Linked DNA regions of Callithrix jacchus: region 2 is linked to region 1. Evidence: chromatin contacts called from public Hi-C data. All regions are on one chromosome and are shown on one strand. The core of a region is the stretch at or near the end of the contact, and the rest is flanking DNA. Distances in the headings are between cores, read along the strand shown. Region 1 holds the start of TMEM87B (transmembrane protein 87B). Region 2 holds the start of ANAPC1 (anaphase promoting complex subunit 1).

Evidence for each region. Hi-C and Micro-C count contacts between places; a contact is called where the count stands out from the background.
Region 2: a contact with region 1 is called in a Hi-C map of skeletal muscle, with 4 times the contacts expected there. The contact joins the promoter of ANAPC1 here to the promoter of TMEM87B in region 1. A contact is called at or near these places in 2 of 3 Hi-C or Micro-C datasets (both in skeletal muscle).

What each region holds. Positions count from the first base shown.
Region 1 is chr14:22,510,392-22,517,409 of calJac240_pri, reverse strand. It overlaps TMEM87B (transmembrane protein 87B), which reads left to right and starts at 2,671. Exons shown (of 19, transcript XM_054244733.2): 1 at 2,671-2,864; 2 at 6,693-6,753. The coding sequence starts at 2,700.
Region 2 is chr14:22,695,715-22,702,256 of calJac240_pri, reverse strand. It overlaps ANAPC1 (anaphase promoting complex subunit 1), which reads right to left and starts at 4,758. Exons shown (of 45, transcript XM_078348934.1): 1 at 4,504-4,758; 2 at 1,891-2,127; 3 at 1. The coding sequence starts at 2,103.

The sequences.
Region 1 (7,018 bases), core at 1,422-3,921:
TTTGAGTAGCCAGGAACACAGGCACGACACCACACCTGGCTAATTTTTGTATTTTGTGTAGACACAGGGTTTCACCATGTTGCCCAGGCTGCTCGTGAACTGAGCTCAAACTATCCGCCTGCCTTGACCTCCCAAAGTGCTATGGGTGGTGACTGGCAATAAATGTGCCTTGCTAAGTTTTAAAATGGAGTTGATTTTTTAAAATAGCGTCACCCTGGCTCTCCTATGCTCCTGTTTCCCAATTTGACAACCAATGTGATCTTTCTGATCACCTCATCCTTACTTAAAAACATCATTGCCTCTCCTGTGTTCTTACACTAAAGGTGTCATCTGCCTAACTTAATTTAGGAATGCCTGTATGCTCTGGTATTGTTTAAATATTCCCAGCTTTGCCACTTCCCATCTCACACCAACATCCAGTCATCTGGAAGATCTTTCCATTCCTCCAGTTCTCTTGTAACTAAAACAACTTCAGACTTACCCCTCACTCCCACAGGTAACTTGCCCGAAACTCTTCTTGTAGAACTCAAATCTCATCTATTATTCTCTCCTTCTGTCCCTGAGTTACCTCGTAAATCTCTAGTGGATGTTCCCCTGTGGTCCTCTTGCAAAGTTATTCCGACCTAAACAGAATAGACTATATTGCTTGCCGGGAAGACGCACATGCGATCTCTAGTATATGGTAGGTCCTCAATAATTACTGGTGACTGGTAAAGCAGCCAAGTCCTTTTGACTATAGATAGATCTTATTCTATGTTAATAACAATGTTAGCACAAGATTCTATTCCCCTGCTGGACATTATTTATATTTGACAATGAATTAACTAATTCTCGTTGACAGCACAATAAGTATTCAGCTTACAGTAAAAAAATGCAAGGCAAGGAACACAATAAGACAGATCCAAGCCCTGACCCCTCTGAGCTTTAAGCAGTCAGGTAACTATTTGTTCTGAAAAGTATTAACTGTTCTATCAACATTAAACTTCACCACACAATGCCTTGTGTTCAGTTGGCCTTGGCCTCAAAGCACTTTGCCGGCACATTCCCTGAATTTATGTTTATTTATTTAGAGACGGAGTCTTGCTCTGTCGCTCATCCTGGAGTGCAGTGGCGCGATCTCGGCTCACTGAAACTTCCGCCTCCCAGGTTCAACTGATTCTCCTGCCTCAGCCTCCCAAGTAGCTGAGATTACAGTCATCCGCCACTACTACCGACTAATTTTTTTATATTTTTAGTAGAGACGGGGTTTCACCATCTTGACCAGGCTAGTCTCGAACTCCTGACCTCGTGATCCACCAACCTCGGCCTCCCAAAGTGCTGGAATTACAGGCGTGAGCCACAGCACCCAGCCTCCCTGACTTTAAATAACTGCCCCGCCTCCCCACTCAGGCCACGCCTCCACATTTAGGATTCTCTCCACCCAGTCCCGTCTCCATACTAGGGCTTGCCTCAAGCCCTGCTTCCTCTCCCAGCCTCGCCTCCTCACTACGGCCTAACCCCAAACGCTTCTTTCTGACCGGCCCGGTCTCCACACTACTGCCTGGTCCTCAACTCCACATCCCCTCTCCGACCCCCAACTCCCTGACCAGCCCCGCCTTTACGCTCAGACTCCGCCTCCCCGTCCGCTCTCGCCTCCATACTCCGGCCCTGTCCCAAGCCACGCCCCCACATGGCCACGCCTTCACGCTTGGCCTGGCCCCCAGCTCCTCCTTCCTACTGTGTCCTATCTCCGCACTCCGGCCTGGTCCCAAACCCCGCCCCGCCTCCACACCCCCGAGCTCCGCCTACAGGCCCCACTCAGTCTCCCCACTCTACCTGGTTCCGACCCGGCCTCCCGCCCCGCCTCCACATCCAGAGCCCCACCTCCAACCCCGCCCTGTCCCCCCCGCCTCCATTCCGCCTGGTTTCGATCCCGCCTCCCACACCGCCCCGCCTCCGCACTCCCGAGCCCGCCTCCAACCCCGCCCCGACTCCACACCCAGCCTTGTCCCGAGCACCGCCTCCCGCCCCGCCCTGCTTTTCACGCTCTCGAGCCCCTGCCTCCCGCCTTCACTCTCCGGAGACCTTCCTACATCCCCGCCCTGTCTCCTCACTCCGCATGGTCCCGAGCTCTGCATCCCTCCCCCGCCCTGCCCCGCCTTCACACTCCTGAGTTCCGCCTGGTCTCCACACTCGGGCGGCACCTCCCTACCCAGTCCCACCTCCGCACTCCGGCTGCCAGCCTTCCCTTCCACGCTCCGGCTCCGCCTCTTATCTCCACGCTCAAGCCCCTTTAGCCCCGCCTCCACGTCTCGGTCCCAACTCCACATCCTGGTTCCCATCTCTACCTTCCACGCATCCTCGAGCTGCAGGCTTGGCCCGGCCCTGAGCCCTGAGCCCTGAGCCCTGCCTCCCGGCCGTGGGCCCGCTTCCCAGGCCTGCACCGCGCCTCTCTGCCCAGGCCCAGACCCGAGCCCAGGCCCAAGCCCAAGCCCAAGCCCAAGCCCAAGCCCCAGCCCCAGCCCCAGCCCCAGCCCCAGCCCCAGCCCCAGCCCCAGTCCCAGTCCCAGTCCCAGTCCCAGTCCCAGGCCCTCCTCTACACCCGAGTCCGAGCCCGGCGTCCCAGATCCGGACCCGCCTGCCTGGGGCGGAGCTGCACCAGGTGCGGGCTCGGGGCGTGGCAGGCTTCTCAGAGCACCAGGTGCGGCTTCTGGGTCAAGATGGCCGCCTTCGGCAGGGCCGGGGCCGGGCTCCTGCCGTACCGTCGCTGCTACCTTCCACCCCGGGACCCGCTGCTGCGCGTCGCCCTCTGCCTCCTGTGCTGGGCCCCGGCGGTTGTGCGCGCCGTTCCCGAGCTCGGGGTCTGGTTAGAGACAGTCAACGACGTAAGTGGAGTGTCGGGACCGAGGTGTGGCGCGTCTTGGGCCCTCAGGGCCCTCACGGGGCTTCACTTGACCCCGGGCTTGTTCACCTGGCCTCAGCCGGGCCTGCTCCGGGTCCCCTAATACCATCCCCGAGCCTTTCGTCTGTTACGAGCGGGGAGCGGAGAGCAGCCCCTCCGGCCGGACATAGGCTGCGGGGAAGAGCAGTCAGGATTGCACATGGGACGGCTCTCCCGTTTCAGAGCTCGGACTGTTTCTGAGGGTCACCATTCCCGACGCCCAGGCCCTCATTCTGCTCTGACATGTTTTGGCTGGATCAGGTCCTTGTTTATTCAGACCTAAGCCCAGAATCTCTTGGCACATCTAGCAGCGTCTTTGGGATTCTACTCGTCCTGTCCGGACGCAGCCACAGTGGGCTACATCCCTGAGGCCGCAGGGAGGACTTCCGCGCTTCAGTTTCGGCATCACTTGGAAAGCGAGTCTGCCGCTTCCTTCTTTAAAAAAAAAAAAAAGAAAGAAAATTAAAATGAGGGGGAAACGTGCGGTAGTCACCCTACCTCTATTTCTCTTTTCCTGAGTTCCTGAATTTCTCTACAGCTCCTATCACAGTTCCGGGAGTTTATGAGTAAGAATGTGGGTGTGTATGTGTATGTGTATGTGTGTAGGTGGGGCAAAACTTGTGATTAGGGAGTGCTTGAAAGGTGAATCTGGAGGCATGAGTAGGTGGAAACTCTTCTTTCCAAGGAAGGCTATTAGAAAACTTGGCATCCAGTAATTAATTAGAGGAGATGATGTGGGAGGGATGCAGGAGCAGAATTATGGAAAGTCTTGCAAAAGAGACAGAAAGTCTGTAAGAGGCATTATCTCCTGCTTCTCTAGGGTCAGCTGACTCATCCAGCAATGTTTGGGATGGGTATTTTCCATGGACATATGCAATAATATCCAAGTTCTAAAGATGAGACTTATATTTTGGTTCCCTTAACCAGAAAAAGAAAGTAGTTCCAAAGACTACAAATTCTTCCCACAACACAAAAGCTACTCATAGGAACACGCTGAGTATCTTTCTGGATCTTTAAGACTTAGTGCAGCCATTTCCTCCAGGAGTCTTCCAGGTTGGTGACTTGTTTTGTGCACCAGATATATAGTCTGCACATTTCCGTTATTTAGTTTCTCTGAACGGGGAAAAAGCAAAACTCGGTGAACTACTCTCATGGTTTCCTGCTGCTACTATAGTGAATAGTCAGTGTAGCTTTATTGGAAGTGAATCAGCTGCATTCATATTGTTAGATTATTTGAACATATCTGTAAAGATCTTTGCCAAGTGTACTTCTTCCTGCATGAGGAAGAGAAGTTCGCTCCTTGAGTGCTGTGTGACCTTTAGTCTAATTTTACTCTTATGTGACCCTGGGCCACTAGAAGTCTAAAAGCCCTTCTCTCCCAAGAGTGGACTTACTGTTTTCCTCATTTCAAGTTGTCAGAAACAGAAAAGGAGAGTGGTGGGGCTTTCTCTCATTTGTATAATTCATCTAAACATGAATTACAGGATCAGATCTGGAAGTAGAGGTACCAGTTAAGCTACTGCAGAAATTAGGCAGGAAATGCAGAGGGCTTAAATTAGGGCCATGGTGACAGGGATGGAGAGGAAGAACTAAGTTTGATGAATGTTTGTGAGATAAAGTAGGCATGCCTGGGGATTGGGCTATGGAAGTGGGGAACTGGAAGGAGCCATGGCTTGGGTACTGTAAATGGTACCACCTCCAACCAAGGTGGACAGTGTAGGAAAAGTTGGTGAGCAGAGAGGACTGTGTCTGGTTTAAGACAGATGTGTCCTTTGGGAGGCCGAGGTGGGTGAATCACAAGGTCAGTAGTTCGAGTCCAGCCTGACCAAGATGGCGAAACCCCGTCTCTACTAAAAATACAAAATTTAGCCAGGCACTTTGGCAGGCTCCTGTAATCCCAGCTACTTGGGAGGCTGAGGCAAGAGAATCACTTGAGCCCAGGCAGCAGAGGATGCTGTAAGCCAAGATCATGCCACTGTACTCCAGCTTGGGTGACAGAGTGAGACTCTATCTGAAAAAAAAAAAAACACACACACACACAAAAGAAAAACCAAACAGGTGTGTCTGTTGGACAACCCCCAGCGAACATGTCCTTTAGGCAGTTGGGTATGTGGATCTGGAGCTCAAAGGAGGGATCCAAATTGGGAATTTTATTGTTATTATTGTTGAAACTGTGTTGGGGAGGGGGAAGAGGGTAGACCACTTGTCCTATCAGTAGTTTTTTGTTTTTTTAATTTCTTTCTTTTTTTTTTTTTTTTTGAGATGGAGTCTAGCTCTGTTGCCCAGGCTGGAGTGTGGTGGCACGATCTTGGCTCACTGCAACCTCTGCCTCCCGGCTTCAAGCCATTCTCCTGCCTCAGCCTCCCAAAAAGGTGGAATTACAGACATCCGACACTATGCCCAGCTAACTTTTGTATTTTTAGTAGACACGGGGTTTCACTGTGTTGGCCAGGCTGGTGTTGACCTCCTAACCTCGTGATCCACCCACCTCAGCCTCCCAAAGTGCTGGGATTACAAGCGTAAGCCACTGTGCCTGGCCTTTTTTTTAAAAGTTCTAATCACTTATACATTTAACACAGTTTCTAACTGTAGGACTTTTATTCTTGAGGAGAGAAGACAGTAAATAACTAATCAATTATTTGATTTTAATTGTGGAAAGGTTATGAAGAAGAAAGGGGGCTAGGGATTATATAAGGGAGGGCCTGGCCTGATATGAGCCACAGTGGAAGAATTCCTGCAGAACGGACTTTTGAGCTGGGCTTTGAAGGGTAAGAAGGAGCCAACTAGATGAACAGAGTGAAAGGAAGGATTTTTAAGTAAAATTTTTAGGGTGACCACTAATCCTGAGGGCAGCAAAGAATATCATGCTTTTCAGGAACTGGAAAGTTGCTGGAGAGTTGGGCAGGCCTTGATTATTCAGGGTTCTATAGGCTACAAAAAGAATTTTGGTCTACTGTAATTGCATTGGTAAACCATAACAACTTGAAGCTGGGAGAGGGGGACAGTTCTTTATCAAACGTATGTTCAAATTGACACCAAGAGAGCAGCATGCAAATGCAGATAGTTCATGTCATGTCTGAACAGCACTAATACTGAAATGGGAGCATCTTTTACCTCTTTTTTTTTTTTTGAAACAGAGTTTCGCTGTTGTTACCCAGGCTGGAGTGCAATGGTGCTATCTCGGCATCTTTTACTTCTTATATGTCACTGGCCCTTGCTGAGTCTGCTAGAGGCAGGAGCCCTCCTGATCCTCATGGTAACTGCAGGAAGTAGAATCATGACAAGGTTTTTTGTTTTGTTTTGTTGTTTTGTTTTTGAGACAGAGTCTCGCTCTGTTGCCCAGGCTGGAGGGCAGTGGTGCAATCAGGGCTCACTGCAGGCTCTGCCTCCCAGGTTCAAGCAATTCTCCTTCCTCAGCCTTTCAGGTAGCTGGAACTACAGGCACACGCCACCATGCCTGGCTAATTTTTTATATTTTTAGTGGAGATGGGGTTTCACCATGTTGGCCAGGATGGTCTTGATCTCCTGACCTCATGATCTGCCTACCTTGGCCTCCCAACGTGCTGGGATTACAGGTGTGAGCCACTGCGCCTATCCATGACAAGGTTTTAAGCAAGTGAGTGATTTGATCAGATTTACATTTAAAAAAATACTCTGCTCAGAGAGAGGAGTGCAAGGATTAGGACTCTGTATGTTGTGGGGTACAACTACTCTTAAGCAGTTACGAAATAAACTTTTTAACAAACTCTTCGTATGTTTTTTTTCATTTTAGAAATCAGGACCTTTGATATTTAGGAAAACTATGTTTAGCTCTACAGATATCAAGTTTTCTGGTAAGTATAATAAGATAATAAGATACATATATATATAAATAAACGCATTAATGTAAATGAATATAACATGTAATAAACTAAGCAAATGTTTTGTTTTTAAGTGGTTCTGACATTTTAAGGTTTTGTTTTGTTTCAGTCAGGACTTGGTTATTTACAAGAGTGAATTTTTCTTTTCTTTTTTTGAGATGGAGTCTCTGTCACCAAGTACAGTGGCACACTGCAACCTCCGACTTCTGAGTTCAAGCGATTTTCCCATCTCAGCCTC
Region 2 (6,542 bases), core at 3,509-6,008, 180 kb before region 1:
CCTTAAAAATTAACACATGTAAGACAAATTCAAGCACTCTTCCTTTAAAAATCTGGAACAAAATTTATTTGCCTGTGGAGTAAGACTCAATTCAAGCACAACTTCTAGAAGGTTTGGTATACTCATTGACAGAGGATGTGGATATATGCATTACATTACAGAATTTCATGAATAAGAATTTACTCAATAACTCCCTATATTAAATGATTTATATTATTCCTCTATATAAGTCTGCCAAAAACATAAACAAACAAAAAGTATACCTTCGCTATAGATCCCAAATCACATGCTTGGGAAACTAAAAGGACATATTAAGAATATGAGGTAGAGTAGAGAAAGGACAGTGGGAATCACTCGGGGAGTTTATGCACAATGCAGACTTCCTGCTTCGCAGCCACATGTATCTTCGTCTTCTTTTCCTTTGTCCCACCCACCAAAATGAATAGAAAAAAGAGAATTTTCCATTTGTAACAATATAGACTTTCCCTCCCTGAGATTTTGGTATCCCAAAGGGGTATGAAAATGGAATAAGGTAGGAGGCATTCATTTTCTGACACACACGTGTATCTCATTCCCCTACTTAAGAACTATGACTCGCCTGTAATCCCAACACTTTGGGAGGCTGAGGCGGGCAGATCACCTGAGGTCAGGAGTTCGAGACCACCTGATGAATATGGAGAAATCCTGTCTCTACTAAAAAAATTACAAAATTAGGCCGGGCGCGGTGGCTCACGCCTGTAATCCCAGCACTTTGGGAGGCCGAGGAGGGTGGATCACGAGGTCAAGAGATCGAGACCATCCTGGTCAACATGGTGAAACCCTGCCTCCAGTAAAAATACAAAAAATTAGCTGGGCATGGTGGCGCGTGCCTGTAATCCCAGCTACTCGGGAGGTTGAGGCAGGAGAATTGCCTGAACCCAGGAGGCGGAGGTTGCGGTGAGCTGAGATCGCGCCATTGCACTCCAGCCTGGGTAACAAGAGCGAAACTCTGTCTCAAAAAAAAAAAAAAGAATTACAAAATTAGCTGGGTGTGCTGGTACATGCCTGTAATCCCACTTACTTGGGAAACTGAGGCAGGAGAATCACTTGAACCTGGGAGGCAGAGGTTGTGGTGAGCCAAGATCATGCCATTGCACTCAAACCTGGCAACAAGAGTGAAACTCCATCTCAAAAAAAAAAAAGAACTATGACTTTACCTACTTTCATGGCATTTTTTCTCCCCTTTAGAAACATGTAAATCTTGCCGGGCACGGTGGCTCACGCCTGTAATCCCAGCACTTTGGGAGGCCGAGGCGGGTGGATCATGAGGGCAAGAGATCGAGACCATCCTGGTCAACATGATGAAACCCCGTCTCTACTAAAAATACAAAAAATTAGCTGGGCATGGTGGCGCGTGCCTGTAATCCCACCTACTCAGGAGGCTGAGGCAGGAGAATTGCCTGAACCCAGGAGGCGGTGGTTGTGGTGAGCCGAGATCACGCCATTGCACTCCAGCCTGGGTAACAAGAGCAAAACTCGGTCTCAAAAAAAAAAGAAACATGTAAATCTTCTGCAGCAGGAACTATTTCTAATCTCTACCATTTAATCATTAAATAACAGGAAATCTGGTTCCCATATACTAAGTGAAAAGAAAAAGTTTAAAATGGACTACAATCATGCTACTGAACCTGACTCTCATTACAAAACCACAAGTTATACAGGGCATCTAAAGAAGTCACTATGACAATGTAATAAAGTCATTATTTTCAACACTTATTGAAATTACCACACCTTAACTCTACCCTAGAAGTGGCATCACACTCATCTCTCAGTTGCATTTCAGTAGCCTTAAATTACAAGTAGATCATATCACTCTACATTTCAAAAATTCAATGGGAAACTCAATGGAACCTTCTGTTTTTCGTGGATTGTAACCTCCTGAAGGGATCCCACCAAGCCAGCAGCACCATCAGAAGACCATAATTCAGAGGCTGGCTGCAGCTGGCGAAGTTGAAGGTTCAAAGCATTAGGGTGGTGCTTGCAGTGGTCTCGACCAAAAGGAACAAATTCCTGCAAATCCCTGGCTGCAATCATCGTTGTCCTTTCTTCATAGAAGTTCGACATGGGTTCCAAATATCAACATTATTTCTGTATGAATTCAAACACATTCTGGTCAGCTTCAAAACTCAAAACTAGAATAAAAATACCACAAACACATAAGTCATTAATTCTTACATGAATGTCAAATAATTACATCATGTTGGTAAGTAGTCATAACATCAAAGGGCATTCGAGATCTGATTCTTTCAGGCAAACGCAGTTATCACATTTTAGTCACAGACTGACAGTTACCATTACAGGAAACCACTGAGTTGCAACAACGAGTTGTGTCCCACACCACCTAGCTCATGTTTCCTACCACTATACACCAATTTTTCCATACTTTATATATGAAGTATTTAGACAAGTTGTACTCTACAGTACAGTTTATTACTACAAAAATGTGAACTGTTAAAGCCTTCACCACAGGTTAGGAAGCAGCCAGGCTTTATACAAAATACAGATAAGCATAATTTGGTTGCCCTTTAACCCACTTTCCTGTACCTGCTTATATACCATATTTCTATACATAGGATTTTTAATGTTAGGAGCCTAAGACTTTTCTTTCGAAATGATGCAGGCTAAAGACCCCATCAAGGAACCACATCAGCATGAGAATGTGGTTTGTCTCTCCATCCTAGGACTTCATCCTTCATTCTCCGATCAGTCAATACCTTAGCCCACTAACCTCCAAACTCTTTGAAACCTCTAGACCCTAACTCTCTGGGGAGACAGACTTGAAGTTTCCTCAGTCTCCTAGTTTGGTGGCTCTGCAAGTAAAACACTTCATCTGCTGCAAACCCCGCTGTTTCCATATATTGACTTGCTGCTCATAAGGCAAGAGACCTAAATGGCCACACAAACACCCAAGGCCTACGTAGTTCCTATGCAGCCCCTCTAAGGTGACAAAGTTATTTTGCTGTCAATTAAATGTTACTCTTGGCCAGGCGCGGTGGCTCAAGCCTGTAATCCCAGCACTTTGGGAGGCCGAGAAGGATGGATCACGAGGTCAACAGATCGAGACCAACCTGGTCAACATGGTGAAACCCCGTCTCTACTAAAAATACAAAAAATTAGCTGGGCATGGTGGTGCGTGCCTGTAGTCCCAGCTACTCAGGAGGCTGAGGCAGGAGAATTGCCTGAACCCAGGAGGCGGAGGTTGTGGTGAGCCGAGATCGCACCATTGCACTCCAGCCTGGGTAACAAGAGCAAAACTCCGTCTCAAAAAAAAAAAAAAGTTACTCTTAGCCGACCGCGGTGGCTCACACCTGTGATCCCAGCACTCTGGGAGGCAGAGGCAGGCAGATCACTTGAGGTCAGGAGTTCGAGAGGAGCCTGGCTACCGTGGAGAAACCCATCTCTAGTAAAAGTACCGAAAAAAAATAGCTGGGTGTGGCCGTGGGCGCCTGTAATCCCAGCTACTGGGGAGGCTGTAGCACGATAATCGCTTTGGGACGTAGAGGTTGCAGTATTGAAAAGACTTGAACTTGGAACACAACTAAAAAGTGCCTTATAAAACTTACAAGAAAACAAAATTCAGCTGGTCTTCCTATATTTTATTCAACAAGATAACCAACATCAATGAACTTTTGATTTTATGAAACTTTAGTTCTGCAATTTTATAATGTTATTTTGTTTTTTTGTTGTTGTTTTTGGTTATGTTGTTTTTTAAAGACGGGGTTTCACCATGTTGGTCAGGCTTGTCTTGAACTCCCAACCTCAGGTGATCCGCCCACCTTGGCCTCCAAAGTGCTTGGATTACAGGCGTGAGCCACCAAGCCCGGCCTATAATGTTATTTTCTTATAACTTTGACAGAAAACTATAGACTTATTTAAAAATTATCATTTTGTACTGATTAAGGCCACATATTTAATACTTTCACAATAACCTAAACTTTTAGGAATATTTTTACTTGTTAGGGGCAACATAAACAGCTACACATAAAAATACTATTAATTCATATGCTATAAATAAAAATATCAGCAATGATTCCTACAGAAAAACACTACCCTGCCAAAAAAACGGTGGGGGGGACCCAAATGCACACCAACCGGAGCCTGAGTTAAGTCTCCACAATAAGGAAGAACTTCCCCCAGCCATTCTAGGGAACGGTGAAAACAGGCTACAAGCCGGGGCTCAGAAAACCAGCTCAGAGAGACTGGAGGCCAATTTAGAAGCCGAGGCTGAACACTGCATGCAGCGCACAGCTCAGGTAAGAGGTTAGCAAGCAGTGAGTAGAAGGAGCACCCCAGCCCGCAGGCCGAGCCCCCTCGGCCGAGGGGCACACTCAGAGCCCTCCCCAGGTTCCAAGTCCCCCAGGCTCCCAGCCCTAAGGCCATCAGGGGCGGATCGGCCTCGGGCCAGGTGCTAGAGTCACGCGGCATGCGACAGACCACCCAAGTACAGCGGATCCGGGGCCGCACCTGTGTAACTCGGGACGCGTCAGGCGCGGCGAGACCCGGCTGCTCCCCGGAGGTGCAAGGGCCGAGGAGGCCCGAGGGCAGCGGCGGGGTCCGTCACAGTGACTCCTCGACCGTGGCAGCTTCTCATCCCCTCTCCTTCCCGTTTTCTGGAGGAGAAATGGGCAACAGCAGCGGGTACGAGTCCTAATGGCAGGCAGGCGTGCGAGACGTTCAAATGCACGCGTCCATCTTGACTTTCCCGTCCGGCCTCGCTCCAGGGCGGGGCATCGCTGTAGGCGCGCGGTGGCCTAGCAGTCCCGGCGCCTGCGCAGTTGCGGGAAGACTGCGGCCGGGCAGAACTTGTGGGCTCTTTCCACCTGGCGTGTGACTGATCCGATCCCCAAAGCAGGATTGTGTCTGCCAGAGTCCATAGAGTGAAAGGATTCTCCTGCCGTCCAATTTCTCTTCAGGCCATGTCACTAGGGACCTAAACTGCCTCCTTGATCTCAGGTTTTTTTCTGCCTGGTTTCGCTTCTTCCTCTTGACCCCACGTGAAGGTAGGCACATCTAGGCAGAGGGTGGGGAGCAGGGGTTGCTGATTTTCTCTACGTGCCGGTGCTCTATGCCCTTATGCAGTCCATACAATTCGAAGAGTCGATAAACCGTATGAAGGTCCTCATAGAAACGTTGTTTGCAATTCCCAGATTCAGAGACACTTCTTGAGGCGATTCAAAGACCCAGGTTAAGAACCCCAGCGGCCACTCGCGCCTGTTATCCCAGCACTTTGGGAGGTGAAGCAGGAGGATCGCTGGAGCCTAAGAGTTTGAAACCAGCCTCGGCAATATAGCGAGACCCTGTCTCCACAAAAGAAAAATGTTTAAATTAGCCTGGCATGGTGGCATGCACCTGTAGTCCCAGCTGCCTGGGAGGCTGGAGAATCACTTGAGCCGGAAGTTCGAGGCTGCAGTGAGCTATGATCGCACCACTGAACTCTAGCCTGGGAAACAGAGCAAGACTTTGTCAAAAAAAAAAGAGTGGGTTATAGGAGAAAGGATAGAAACAAAGATTCGTGAAACAGTTAAAGTTAAGAAATAAAGGCCGGGCATGGTGATTCACAAATGTAATCCCAGCGCTTTAGGAAGCTGAGGCAAGAGGATCACGAAGTCAGTAATTCTAGACCAGCCTGGCCAACATTGTGAAACACCGTCTGTACTAAAAATACAAAAGGTTAGCCTGGCGTGGTGGCACGTGCCTGTAATCCCAACTACTCGGGAGGCTGAGGCAGGAGAATCGCTTGAATCCAGGCAGCAGAGCTTGTAGAGAGCCGAGACCGCGCCACAGCACTACAGCCTGGGCAACAGAGCGAGACTCTCTGAAAAACAAAAAAAAAGAAAGAAAAAGAAAATAAAGAAATACAAATATACCGAATTGATACTTTAAACTTTTTTAAAGAAAAAACACGGAGCCGCGGTGGCTCTGGCCAGTTGTACTGGCGTTTGAGGAGGCAAGGCTATAAATTCAAGGCCAACCTGAGCAACATACCAAGTTCTCATTGATTAACAAAAAAAAAAAAAAAATTTCGGCCGGGCACGGTGGCTCAAGCCTATAATCCCAGCACTTTGGGAGGCCGAGGCAAGTGGATCAAGAGGTTAAGAGATCAAGACCATCCTGGTCAACAAGGTGAAACCCCATCTCTACTAAAAATACAAAAATTAGCTGGGCATGGTGGCGCGTGACTGTAAGCCCAGTTACTCGGGAGGCTGAGGCAGGAGAACTGCTTGAACCCAGGAGGCGGAGGTTGGGGTGAGCCGAGATCACGCCATTGCACTCCAGCCTGGGTAACAAGAGCTAAACTCTGTCTCAAAAAAAAAAAGAAAAAAATTACAGATAGTTCGAAATTTTTCTGTATGCCCTATACCCAGTTTCTGCATCCAGTTTCCCTACTATCAATATTTTACATTAGTATAGTACATTTGTTAGACATAATGAACAAATATCAACACATTATTAGTAATTAAAATCCATACTTTATTTTTTTTGTTGTTTTGTTTTGTTTTGTT